Regions from separate parts of the Sus scrofa genome. Here regions 1 and 3 are each linked to region 2. The links are chromatin contacts, called in public Hi-C and HiChIP or PLAC-seq maps. All regions are on one chromosome and are shown on one strand. Each heading gives the region's core, a stretch centred on a gene start, on an enhancer-like site or on the middle of the called end of the contact. The rest is flanking DNA. Distances are from core to core; before and after follow the strand shown. Region 1 overlaps TCF4 (transcription factor 4). Region 2 has its middle 160 kb from the start of TCF4. Region 3 overlaps TCF4 (transcription factor 4).

What was found. A called contact is a pair of places that touch in the nucleus more often than the background predicts. HiChIP or PLAC-seq counts read pairs in DNA pulled down with a chosen protein or histone mark.
Region 1: a contact with region 2 is called in a Hi-C map of retroperitoneal adipose tissue, with 2.0 times the contacts expected there. The contact joins two enhancer-like sites. A contact is called at or near these places in 19 of 47 Hi-C or Micro-C datasets (alveolar macrophages, brain, embryonic fibroblasts and 11 more) and 1 of 2 datasets of contacts at active chromatin or transcription factors (skeletal muscle).
Region 3: an H3K27ac HiChIP or PLAC-seq map of skeletal muscle shows a contact between it and region 2. The contact joins two enhancer-like sites. A contact is called at or near these places in 16 of 47 Hi-C or Micro-C datasets (alveolar macrophages, brain, embryonic fibroblasts and 10 more) and 1 of 2 datasets of contacts at active chromatin or transcription factors (skeletal muscle).

The regions. Positions count from the first base shown.
Region 1 is chr1:104,734,619-104,738,536 of Sscrofa11.1, forward strand. All of the region lies in intron 15 of TCF4 (transcription factor 4), which reads right to left. Among named protein-coding and RNA genes, the nearest start is that of CCDC68, 260 kb to the left of the region's middle. Within about 2 kb of position 1,358, at least 24 of the 83 cell types and tissues checked have an H3K27ac peak or open chromatin away from gene starts, as enhancers often do. A contact at or near this core is called in fetal skeletal muscle, retroperitoneal adipose tissue, skeletal muscle and 1 more, where this site is marked.
Region 2 is chr1:105,236,031-105,239,562 of Sscrofa11.1, forward strand. No RefSeq gene overlaps it. Among named protein-coding and RNA genes, the nearest start is that of TCF4, 160 kb to the left of the region's middle. Within about 2 kb of position 2,026, at least 32 of the 83 cell types and tissues checked have an H3K27ac peak or open chromatin away from gene starts, as enhancers often do. A contact at or near this core is called in fetal skeletal muscle, retroperitoneal adipose tissue, skeletal muscle and 1 more, where this site is marked.
Region 3 is chr1:104,830,563-104,834,326 of Sscrofa11.1, forward strand. All of the region lies in intron 8 of TCF4 (transcription factor 4), which reads right to left. Among named protein-coding and RNA genes, the nearest start is that of TCF4, 250 kb to the right of the region's middle. Within about 2 kb of position 2,504, at least 21 of the 83 cell types and tissues checked have an H3K27ac peak or open chromatin away from gene starts, as enhancers often do. A contact at or near this core is called in fetal skeletal muscle, retroperitoneal adipose tissue, skeletal muscle and 1 more, where this site is marked.

The DNA.
Region 1 (3,918 bases), core at 108-2,607, 500 kb before region 2:
CACTTCACTTTTATTAGTCCCACTTCTCTTCCTCTTACTCCTCCTGGAAGGTCTGAGTCTCCAGAATTCTCATCATCTTGCTGGGCCTGGACAGGGTTCTCCTGGACTGTTCAGTCTGAATGCCACACACTAGCGGCCACTGTCTAATATGGTAGGGCGTACGTGTCAATGATTTTGTTTAGCTGCTATTCAGAAAGCCTATCCTTGTCCTGAGGTGTAAGCATTCTAAGGGCGAGGGCTGGGTCCTTGTATGGGATCAGACTACCACAAGGTGAATTAGGGGTTTCCTTAACAGTAAAGGATGACACCTATGGCATCTATCTTGGGAGACTATCTGCACTCTAAACGCTTTTGGTACTGCTGAATATAGGTTTAGCATGTTCCTATCAAAAGAAAAAAAAACAAACATTTCATTTAATTCAACAAATGCCCTGAATGTCTATTATATGCAAGACACGATTTAGGTATTTTCAGGAAAAATAATGAACAAAAGATGTGAGTATTACTTTATGGTCTCTTACACCTTACTGGTGGATCAAAACAACTACTATACAAGGCAAAACAAGATGAATGTCATGAAGGGGTACAGGTCGTGAAGGGATTTAAAGATGAGTGAAATCACACTGGATGAAGAAACCAGGGACTACTTTAAGAAGAAGGTGTCATTTTAGGTAGTTTTCAAATGATGGGTAGAATTTTGATATAGATTATCTACAGATCAGCTTAAATGGCATTTAACATTAATTAACATCTCAACTTTAAATGAAAGTTGCTATTTTCACAAGAAGTGCCAATATTTAGATTATGCATATACGAAGCAGCAGCTAAGGACTGCAAATCAACGTGTTTTCACGTTGTCAGAGACATATTTTGGACAAAAAGCAGACTTCTGTAAAGCCCTTTATAAACCTCAATGGTTTAGTTACAAAGTGAGCAACATAGGGCATTTTGGATACAAATGGAACCTCGCTGTATGTGTGTATTATTGGCCCAAATGATTCACTCTTATTTAACTGCAATGAAGTCTTTCATCTCCCAGCTATACAGTAATAGTTTCCATATGACCGGTGGCTCTGCTATAAATAAGATCAAAAGCAAAAGAAAGGATTTAATAAAAGAAAATGACATTAAGAGTAGCATTAAATCAGGGAAAAAAAATACCAATATCCAACTTTTTTTTTTTAAGAGCAAAGCTTCACAGAGCACCAAGCCGTTTCCCCAATATGTCATGAAAAGGCATTTGCAAGTGGTAGGCATGCACAAAATCCATTTGTGTATGCCTGAGAGTGGCAAAGATGAAGTTGGGGGCTGGGAGGTTGGGGAAGAACACCCCCATTTAGAGGCAGGAGGAGAACAGGTACTGGACCAAACAGCAAGTTTCACGCTGTGGAGTTCAAGGGAATGGGCCTGTGGCGGACGTCCATCCACTGCTCTGTCCTTGGCTCTTCTATTTAATGGAGATGGACTTTTTGGTAATCCTGAGTCTCTCAGAGAATCATAACATTGCTCAACTCGACTACATAAGTTCTGAGAAAGGAAGTTTTTTTTGGCAATGCACAGTGACCCGATACGAAGAGCCAACTTCCCAAACAAATTTTCTTCTAGTTCTTTAAAAAAAAAATTACAATGTTAATCTCTATTCCCGACTGGATAAACAGCTGCTAATAACCTCCAGCGCCCAAGGGAGGAGTTCATTTCCTTTCATCTTCAGTCTGGTGGATATCTGACGTGCACTGGACTTTAGCGATTCCACATGTTTTGTGCTTTGCCATGCAAAACTGCCTGGCCTTGCCCATGCAGGTCCCTCTTCTTTCCTTCTTTGAGACCGCATCCAGAAACTCAGAGGATGGACCAGGCTCTGGGACTACTTATTTGAAACTGTAGTTCTTTTTACTGTGGGTGTATTTAGAGAGGAAATGCAAGTACATAAAGGAAGTTAAAGGCTTGGACCTTCGTTTTTGAAGCCTTGGGAGGGAAACAGCCATTTCAGAGAGAGCTAATTACGCACTCAAGGGCTGGCTACGTTCAAAGATACTCTATTTCTAACAGCATCTCGAACGTGATTACTTTATCTGTTTGCCTCCTAAATAAAGGAGCCAACCTCAACACTTTTTCCTCTAATAGGAAGGACTCTGCAGAAGATTATAGGGCCAGCCGGGCCCCAGCGTCTTTCTCACTTGTTCCTGAGCACCTGCTTTTACTGGTGACCTCAGTTCTACACCTCAAGATTCAGACACTTCGCAAAACAGCTTTTTAAACAAAAACCAGCTGTTTCCCATCTAGACTACAGGGGGGAAAATTGGGGGCAGCTTACAGAAACATTACCCAGAGACTACCATTCTCCAATAACTTTCACACACTTTCAGCTCCAAACGAGACCCGGTCCTGTTGCAGAAGCCAGGGAGAAGGCAAAAATGTGAAATTAAAATGTGGAAACTTAACACCGTGGTTTTTGACAATATGTCCAATTAACTGCGTGAAAATGAATGTGGCTATTGTATCAGGACAATGCTTCCCCAAAGATGTCATTTAACTAATACTGGACAGATCTTTCCGTTAAACTCAACTTTATAGTTGTAAGATGATTTATGTATCCAGAGGAAGCTATAATTATGTACAACTTCAAATGCCAATCAATTAGGTAAAATCCCCGCATTTCAGAAATCTGATGTTTAAAGCTTCATTTTTTGTTGTTTAGGTTTTCCTTCCTAAAGCTGCTCTGCCTAAACCCTCTTATTTCGAATCTATTTTACACTTCTGTTTTCTAAGCAATTAAGATACTTTTGATTTGAAAAAAAAATTTACAGCCACAATAAAAGTTAAAATAACACAACAGCCACAGGTTTTGGAAGAAAAAAAAAAAAAATACAAAATGGCCAAGGCTGAGTCTTGGCTTTTAAATGGTGCCAAGTTGCTCCAGCATTTTCTGTTTTGGTATGAATGACATAACTGAATTACTTCATGAGCTGCTACTTTAATTCCTAAGGGTGGAAAATTCCATGAGTTAATTTGATTTGGATGTAAAAAATATACACGAAAACTCACTCTTCCTGTGGACTCTCCTGTGAAAGATCCGAGCCAATTGTTGGAGCTGCTGAGCTCCGAGGAGGGCCTTTCCGCCCAGCGCAGCCCTGCCTGGCACACCGTAAGGGCCGGTATCATGGGGTCATTTTCTCACTCCCATCTGCACACATAAGATCCTTTATTTTCTGGGTTTTTTTTTTTTCGATCCTGTTTATTCTGTAATGCCCTCCTCGCCTGCCTCTGTTCAAGTCCGATGCAGGCTTGAATGTGAGCTCAGTGACACATTTTCCTAGTGGTCCCCTAAGGCTGGCCAACGTTCACCCTTCTCTGAATCACTTCTGAGGTCACTTAATCATTCCACGCTACATTATACTTAGTTAGGTACAGACTTGCGTTATCACCCTCCCAGAGTCAAAGGCCCGTGGGCTCAGAGACTTTTTCTTGCACGTTTATGTGTCCCCTAAGGAGCTGAAACACAGACCATGCTGAAGGATGAATAAATATCAGTGTATTTTCTAACCTGTACCATACAGATTTCTCCCTTCAGAAAATCGAACTCCTGAGAAAAAGAGGGTAATACTATTTCTTAAAATGCAAGGGTTGTGTCTTTTCTAAGTGATGGACAGTTTGGCACTGTGGCCTTGTCCCTAATACAGTATAACTGTGCTATGGGAAGTGTCTGTTTTCCCCTCTATTGTTTAAGAAGGAAGTCAAAATGCGTTAAGGTCCTACAGTCTATTTTAAATGTGTTTCTTATAAAACCTTTCCTTTTATTTTTATTGTCTTCAGTTTCTTTCATCAATGTCATAGGTTTCAGGACACAGTTCTTTCACCTTTTTGGTTAAATTCATTCTTAGGTATTTTATTCTTTTCAATTTGATTGTAAATAGCACG
Region 2 (3,532 bases), core at 776-3,275:
ATAAGAAAAATTCACTTGGACTTGTCTTTCTTAATATCATTTCCCCCCACTAATCTAAAGATCCTCCCAGAAAGTAATTAATTTCCCATTTTTCCTCTGTAACTAATCAAGATTAAAAACACTAATTCTCAAGTTCTTCTTTACCCCTTCCTTAGTCAATTCTAATTCTGCTCCTATCTAGTTATAAAAGCCCTCAGGCAATTTGCTTTGGGCTCTCTACAGGTTTCTGCTCTGTAAAAGGATTGGATTAAAACTCATACCCTTTTTCTCAAGTTGTGGAAACAATTCAATGAGATAATGCAAGTAAAGTTTTGGATAGATAGGTGCCTGGGGAAATATATTCCACCCCTATCTCTTCTTCGTAGGTTGGTATTTTATCTATCTAAAAGGCACAGAAACTAAAGGTTTTCTTGACCTTTTTTTTCTCCAGGGCACTAAATTCCTATTTCCTAACATTTTTCTAACAGACCTTATTTTCCCATCATGTACTTATTGCAACTTCTCCATTCCACATCATGTTAGAAACGGAACCTAACAGGGTTCGATAAAGCCAGTAACAAATTTCTTTTCCTTCTCCCTTTCCACTTAGCCCTCTCCCCCCAAAAAACCCTCCCCCCAAACAGCCCCCCCCCACCAAAAAAACTTCAAGAGTGACAGAGGAACAAGGCCCTCAAAGTTATCAATTAAATAATCTTCATCTTATGGTCAAAGAAAGAATGTTTCTTTGGGTTAAGAGAGTAGCTTAAAAATAAGGGGGAAAAAGGGTGTCTTTCCTTACTTCGTATTCATCAGCAGCATCCTTGGATTCCCTTTGTTTGCACAAGCGCAAGGTGCTGTGGGGCCCTTTAACACCTGCTTGGGTTCTTGTGAAAGCCTGTCTGATATCAAACATTCTGGATCACAGAGATGTTCATAGTGAATATGATACAATGAGCATGGGAAACGAAATATTTCCCATCCAGTAATATTTAATGTAAATGCTTTTAATAACTTGCTTATAAGGAATTCTTCTTGGTGGTTAAAACCAAGGAATTAGGGATCTAAGATACAACAACCAGAAAGAGAGTTGAAGCACTCCCTTCACGAGCTTCAGAAATATGAATTCTGTGTTCAGAAAACTTCCCACACTCTGGTTAATACATCCTCTGATTTAGAAAATGCCAGCAGCCCTGGCAGTTTCTGATGATGGATAATTTTTCCCCCCTTCAGGGCTCCAGACAGTTGGTGCTTAAGTGTCTACAATTTAAAGTTTTACATGTCTTCCTTGGGCTGTCATATGTTTACCTATCCCGTCCAGGACATCTCTCTAAATAATCTCTGAGTGGAGAATAACGATCCTTTCCTAGGAGATTTATCCGAGAAGGAACGTGCGCGGGGCCCTTCAAATTCCGAGGCTCAGATTTCGTTCCTGGCAGGTCAGATGGTGCGGTCTGTGGGCCCGAGGGATGCGCACAGCTGTCCCTACAAGAGGCACGGAGCACAGGTGCTCGGCCTCCCGCCGCTGAAGTCTCAGGGAAACTGCTGCACTGACATGTGAGTCGCAGGCAGTTTAACCTCGGATGCTCGACCCCTGAGGGCAAAAGAAAAAGTCTGAACCACCTACAGGGCTTCTGTCGCGATTAAAGCCCCTGTCCCTCTGCCGCCAGCCCTCCATCCACGCCGACATAGAGTCTTGGATTTGGATCTCGCTATACGAGCCTCCGCTGGCTACATCTCCATTATTTTCGCTGCGCGCGGTCCGGACCGGCTCGGCGGCGGAGGCCGAGCCTGTTTCGCTGGCCGGGGGGGCGTCCCTGTCCCCTGGCGGGCCACTGTAACTGCAGCCCTTTGGCCTGCGGTGGGCGTGCCCTCGTGCGCTCTTGCGGCGCCGCTATCTCTGTCGCCGACCGAGCGCCACGAGATCTTCCAACAAGTCGGGCTTGGAGCGCGCTCCTCGCGGTAGCCGCGCCGCCTCGGCGCGCCCGGCCGACCCTCCCGGAGCCAACCGCCCTGCGTTGTCGCCGCCGGCCTTGCCACGCGGTGCCTCCGCTCGGGCGCCAAGCGGCAGCTGCCTCGCCCGGCCTTATAGCTGATCATACTGCAGCGCGACACAGGGCCCCAAAAGGCGTCGTCTCCTCGGCTGCCCCGTGGTTTCTTTGCGGTTCAGCCTCCTTAACCTGGGGAGAAAGCCACATTTGATGGGATCTTTGATCAATCCTAGCGTTTCCTCCAGGTGTTTAGCTACCTCAGTTTTTCATTATTCTGCATTCCCTTTTGATTCAGTCATCTTTCCTCTTTTGGGTTGTGGGTTCTTCAAAGTTTAGACCTGGAATATTAAAACAACGTTATTTACAGTTTTATAATGGGGGCAAGGGCAAGCATGGGGAATTGGATGCTGAGTGGGTTTTTAATTTACAGACAAAAATCGTTTCACTGCCTGACTCAGGCTCTTAATTGTCCTCTCTGAACCTCAACTACTTCATCTATTAAAGTAAAATTTAAAACAGTTTTATCTCACCTGCCTTAAAGTAGAGGTTTGGTTAGATGACCTCATGAAGGGATCTTCCAGAGCTAGGATCTCTAAAAGATTTTGTGATCTGTAGTTTCAAAAGTTAAGATTAGAACTGTATCATTTCTTGAAAGTAGTGAGTGAAGAGCATTTTCTGTGCATCAAGTGTCAGAAGCAGGGGCTCTTTTTTCTCCCCCTCTCACCAGTTGGGGCAGGCTAGGGCTCTCTACACTCTGAATGTCACTGTCACAAACACACACTCCTGGAGTAGAGCTGGGGATTATTTAGTCCTTTAGGATTCTTTATACCATTGATTCTCTCCACTCATACTGATAATACAACAGTTAACTATATATTTAGAGTTTCTCCTCCTTGTCTCATGTTTTCAGAGAGAGAAGGGGGTGGGGAGAGAGGCTATTTCTCTTCTTTAAAATTAAAAAAAAAAAAATCAATCCCATTGATTAATGTAGAAAGTCAAAGACCCAAATCCCTTCCATTACTCTCCACTGTGATTAAAACTGAAGTGTTCTGAAAAATGTCATTTCAAATTGCAAGGAAGCAGAATCTCTCTTTCTCTCTGTCTCCCCTTCCCGATTTCTCTCTCTCTCTCTCTCTCTCTCTCTCTCTCTCTTTTTAAGGGAGACATAGAGATGTGCCCTTATGCTTTTTGATTCAGGAGTTTAAGAGGCCACAACTCAGAGCCAGCTGAGTTGACTGACCGCTGATTTTAGGTGTGCCCAAAGTGAGACAGTGCAGAGCCTTCCAGAAAAATCTAGAATATTACCTGTGTGTTTACATCGCTAAATTATTTCAGATATGTTGTTTTGACCCACCCTTTCCCTGGGATACAAGAGCCAACCTTCTCTGAGAGGGGGAGAAAAAGAAGGAAGATGTGTGAGCTCCCCCTGGTGCTCTTCTGTATTCAGGCGGATTGAAAAGAATTTCAGGGAAACAGGTCTACACGAGCAGAAGGGAAAATAAATTATCTGGATTATTTCTTTGTAAAAGGCCACTTCTGTGCTGCCAGGCAGGTTTCTGTTCAAG
Region 3 (3,764 bases), core at 1,254-3,753, 400 kb before region 2:
AAGATCAATAGCCTAAAAAAGGCTTGGAGCAGAACTACATACATATTTTTTGTTGTATACTATAAATTTGACTGTATAAACTTCCAATTAAAAATGACATTCACACCATCATTTTTGATAGAATTTTGCACAGTAGGAATACTCATTAATGCAGGGTAATACAGTGTGATAAGCAGCTTAGACATCAAAATAGCAAAAAAAAAAAAAAAATGCCAGTTGGTCTACTCTTTACATGAGTAAAATGAAAGTTAAAAAATTAAATACCTGAGGAATTAATTAAAAAGAACACTATGGGCATATGCATTTTTTTTTAACTATGTCAAACCATGACCATCTATTCCCTAGTCAGTTTCTACTGCAGAGGTCTCAGTCCTAGTACAAAAACACAAAAACAAAAACATATCCATCCTATATTGGATGATAATACATGAAAGGCATTACAATATTCAAAATGGAATAAAATATAATTTAAATAATTTTACTCATCCTACAAGTATCCTCTGAAATTGAGTTTCTCTCTATATATTTTTAAATCATTTAATATGAAGGTATCGGAAATATTTGAATTCTTTTCAGCACAGGTAAAGGAGAGGCAAAAGCCCATCAGCTACAAAGTGTGGGCACATGGGTCATTTCTTGATCTTTAAATGGAAAATATAAAGTGATCATATAATTCTCAGCTGTACCTTCAAGTAAAAGGCAAAGGAGGTGTGTCCACATACTAGAAGAGAAACAGGTAAAAGGCAATGCGGTTATTTCTGAATCCTATCAAATAATCTGCTTTCTTTAGGGGGCAAGGAAAGAAAAGAAACTACCACTTGAAGACCAGCAGTGAAAGGGTTAACAGACATATGCTGTATAATTAGGAGATGCATTAATGATTATGAATAGTAAATGATTTGGTGCAAAGAAAAAAATTTTAGTCAAAGGGACATGTACCTATCTTACATGTTTATTAGTAACTGTATATAACTAGAGAATTCTGCTATTAAGAATCTTGCATTATTGGTGTAAATACTTCCAAGGGTACATCAAATTGTAATCTTTCATACGACATCCATCAAACCAGGCTGGAGATTTTGACAAACATTAAACACAGTAAGGAGGCAATTATGTATGCATGATTTAATCTGCAACTAATTAATATGCAAATTTATTCATATGTTAGTTACTAAATTAAAAATGCAAAGAAGCCCTTATGGTGATTCTCGAAATTTTGCACAAACAGAACATTTAAAATGTAAGAAAAATGAAGTTTTTTAGAAACCTATAACACACTTTTAGTGTCTCCAGAACCTGTTGCATGAAGAAGGCTCAAAAATGTGTGTTTAAATACTAGATAATAATTTAAAAGGTGTGCTAATTTTATGTGAGAATGTGGGAACAGAAAGGTTAATCAGAATTCTCTCGAACTCTTAAGAGATACACTCTAATTACCAGACAAATGGTATTCTATTTCTAAGCTTCCTTCCCTGCTTTTAGGGTTGTCAGAAGTTGGTCATCCTACTGATATCTTGTACAAATGGTTAGGGGGGATAAATAGGATATGAAAGCAACTAGATATATTGAAAATTTCAGGCTAACTTTGAGACCATTTGGTGCACACTAAATACACAATTCCCTGCTCAAGATGGCAACTCGCTCTTTTCGCCTTTGGGGAACAGCTAGCTCTCTGCAAACAGAGAAATGGGAGGAAAATCTTGAGGGAGGTTAGAAATTCTCCCCAACTCCCTTCCAATGAACCCTTCAAAAAAATAAAAAAATAAAAAATAACAATGCGACTAGCCCAAGAACCACAACCTCTCCCAAAAAGCAGCAGTTAATTTCATCTGACTTCAACCCAGCTCTGTTAGCACTGCATTTTCCAGATAATCCAAAACTGATCTGAATCTTTGATGGGAGATGAGGGGTGTGGAGTTGTACAATTTTAAAAGATTTTTGGATGTCTGCATACAAGGGAACATCCATTCAAGTGCCTATCTGATCCTTTGGCACCACTGCCTTCTGCGAGAATCTGATTTCCTGGTGACTTCCTAGTAATCAGCAGCGAGATTCTGTGTGGATCACCTCTCATCTGATTACCTTTTTCAGCCGAAGTCCGACGGGCCATGTATACAGCTCCCGGAGCTGGCACTAGGAACAGCTGTAGTGGCCTCAAGAAATCAACGCAAGTCAACTGTATAAGGAAGCACAATGACAGCATCTACGGCTCTTCCTAGGGCACTGAACTCTCACCCACGTTTAAAAAAAAAAAAAAAAAACTCGCCATCAGTCTCATCGCTGCCAAGTGACACACAAAAAGGAAGTTAACCATTGGCTGTTACTTTTATTCACAGTCTGACTCTGATCTCCCAGCTTCCCTTAGCCCCTTCTGATGCCAAGCGGGCTACAGCTTGCCCATTTCGTTTCGACCACGGCAGCCAAAAAAAGCACTGCCCTACCGTGCGGGGACAAGCAGTCTGTTTTGATATTAGTACCTCAGTATGCGACACAAGAGTGTCAGATGTCCCTGAACTCTGTGCCCTCCCCCGAGGGACTCTGTCCTGGCCTTCCTTGGCCAGAGAGGTGGCGAGACTGCCACAAATCCTCAGCTTTGAAAAGCACAGGGGAAGGAAACGCACCATCCACGGGGCTCAGCCAGAAATGGCAAGGAGAGCCTCTTCTGGGGGAGAGGATTCATGCCCTCCAATTCAATCCTTGTGTCTAACTGGAAATATGAACCTATATTCTATTCACTCCCTGCCAGGCAGCCTACAGGAGCCCAAAGTGAATTACATAAGAAAAGGACTCCTTTTCTTATGTAATTAAATCTTAGTAGATGCTATGAAGTCAACCTCAGATTCTCTTCTTTTTTCTTTCATCTAAGAGGACAATTTGGAGTGCAGAAGAATAGGTTATTTTCACTGATTCTCAGAGAGGGAGGAAGACAGCAAGAAAATGCTGCCTTGCTGCTCCCCCCACCCCCACCCCACGACATCCAACAAATCTGCTTTCTTCGCTAAAGGCACAGAATCTGACTCTAACCTGCTTTAACCCCTGAATGTGCCAGTAACGTTCTCCTCTCCAGCATTAACAGAGCCTACTCTTCATGATTCCAGTGAGGCAGCCTCAGGTGAGAAGCTCAATTCCCAGACATTTCAGGAATCTGAGAATAACCGAGGCATCTTTAATTTTTACAGGTGACTCAATTTTACTTGTGACCAGAACTGAACATAAAGCTTTGAAAAGCTTAAATATACACATTCATGCATTCATTACACAGTGTTAAATCTAATTTGTTCTTTTTACTGTCACAGGAAGCACATGTTTAAAGCAATCTGTTTCCTCATGTGAATGCTTTCCTGTCTGTTTAAAAAAAATTGCGACACACTTTACCCTGAGTAACCAAGAGGTGATCATAAATATCCCTAAATAGCATTAAACAGATAGGAGAGACATTAACACTTTCAGAATGCCAAAGTAGTATTAAAAAAAAAAATTCTAACAGATGCTCCTAGGTCAAAAAGTGAAATGTGTGTTTCCTGAAAAAACACTCTCATCAGAATCATAAATGAACTGTGAGGAGAGAAGTGAGGTGTTGCTGAACAAACCAGGATCCTTTTGGTGAGGAACTCAGCAATCCACTGCCAAAGAGCACTTGCCATAAAAAGCCAAACTGAAATGGAAGTTTGATGCAAACCAATGTCCTTTGTAATCCACAAGGTGGCAATGACTACAAATATCGGGTAGCTCTGAGGGGTCTCTTCTCTCCCACTTCCCAGAGA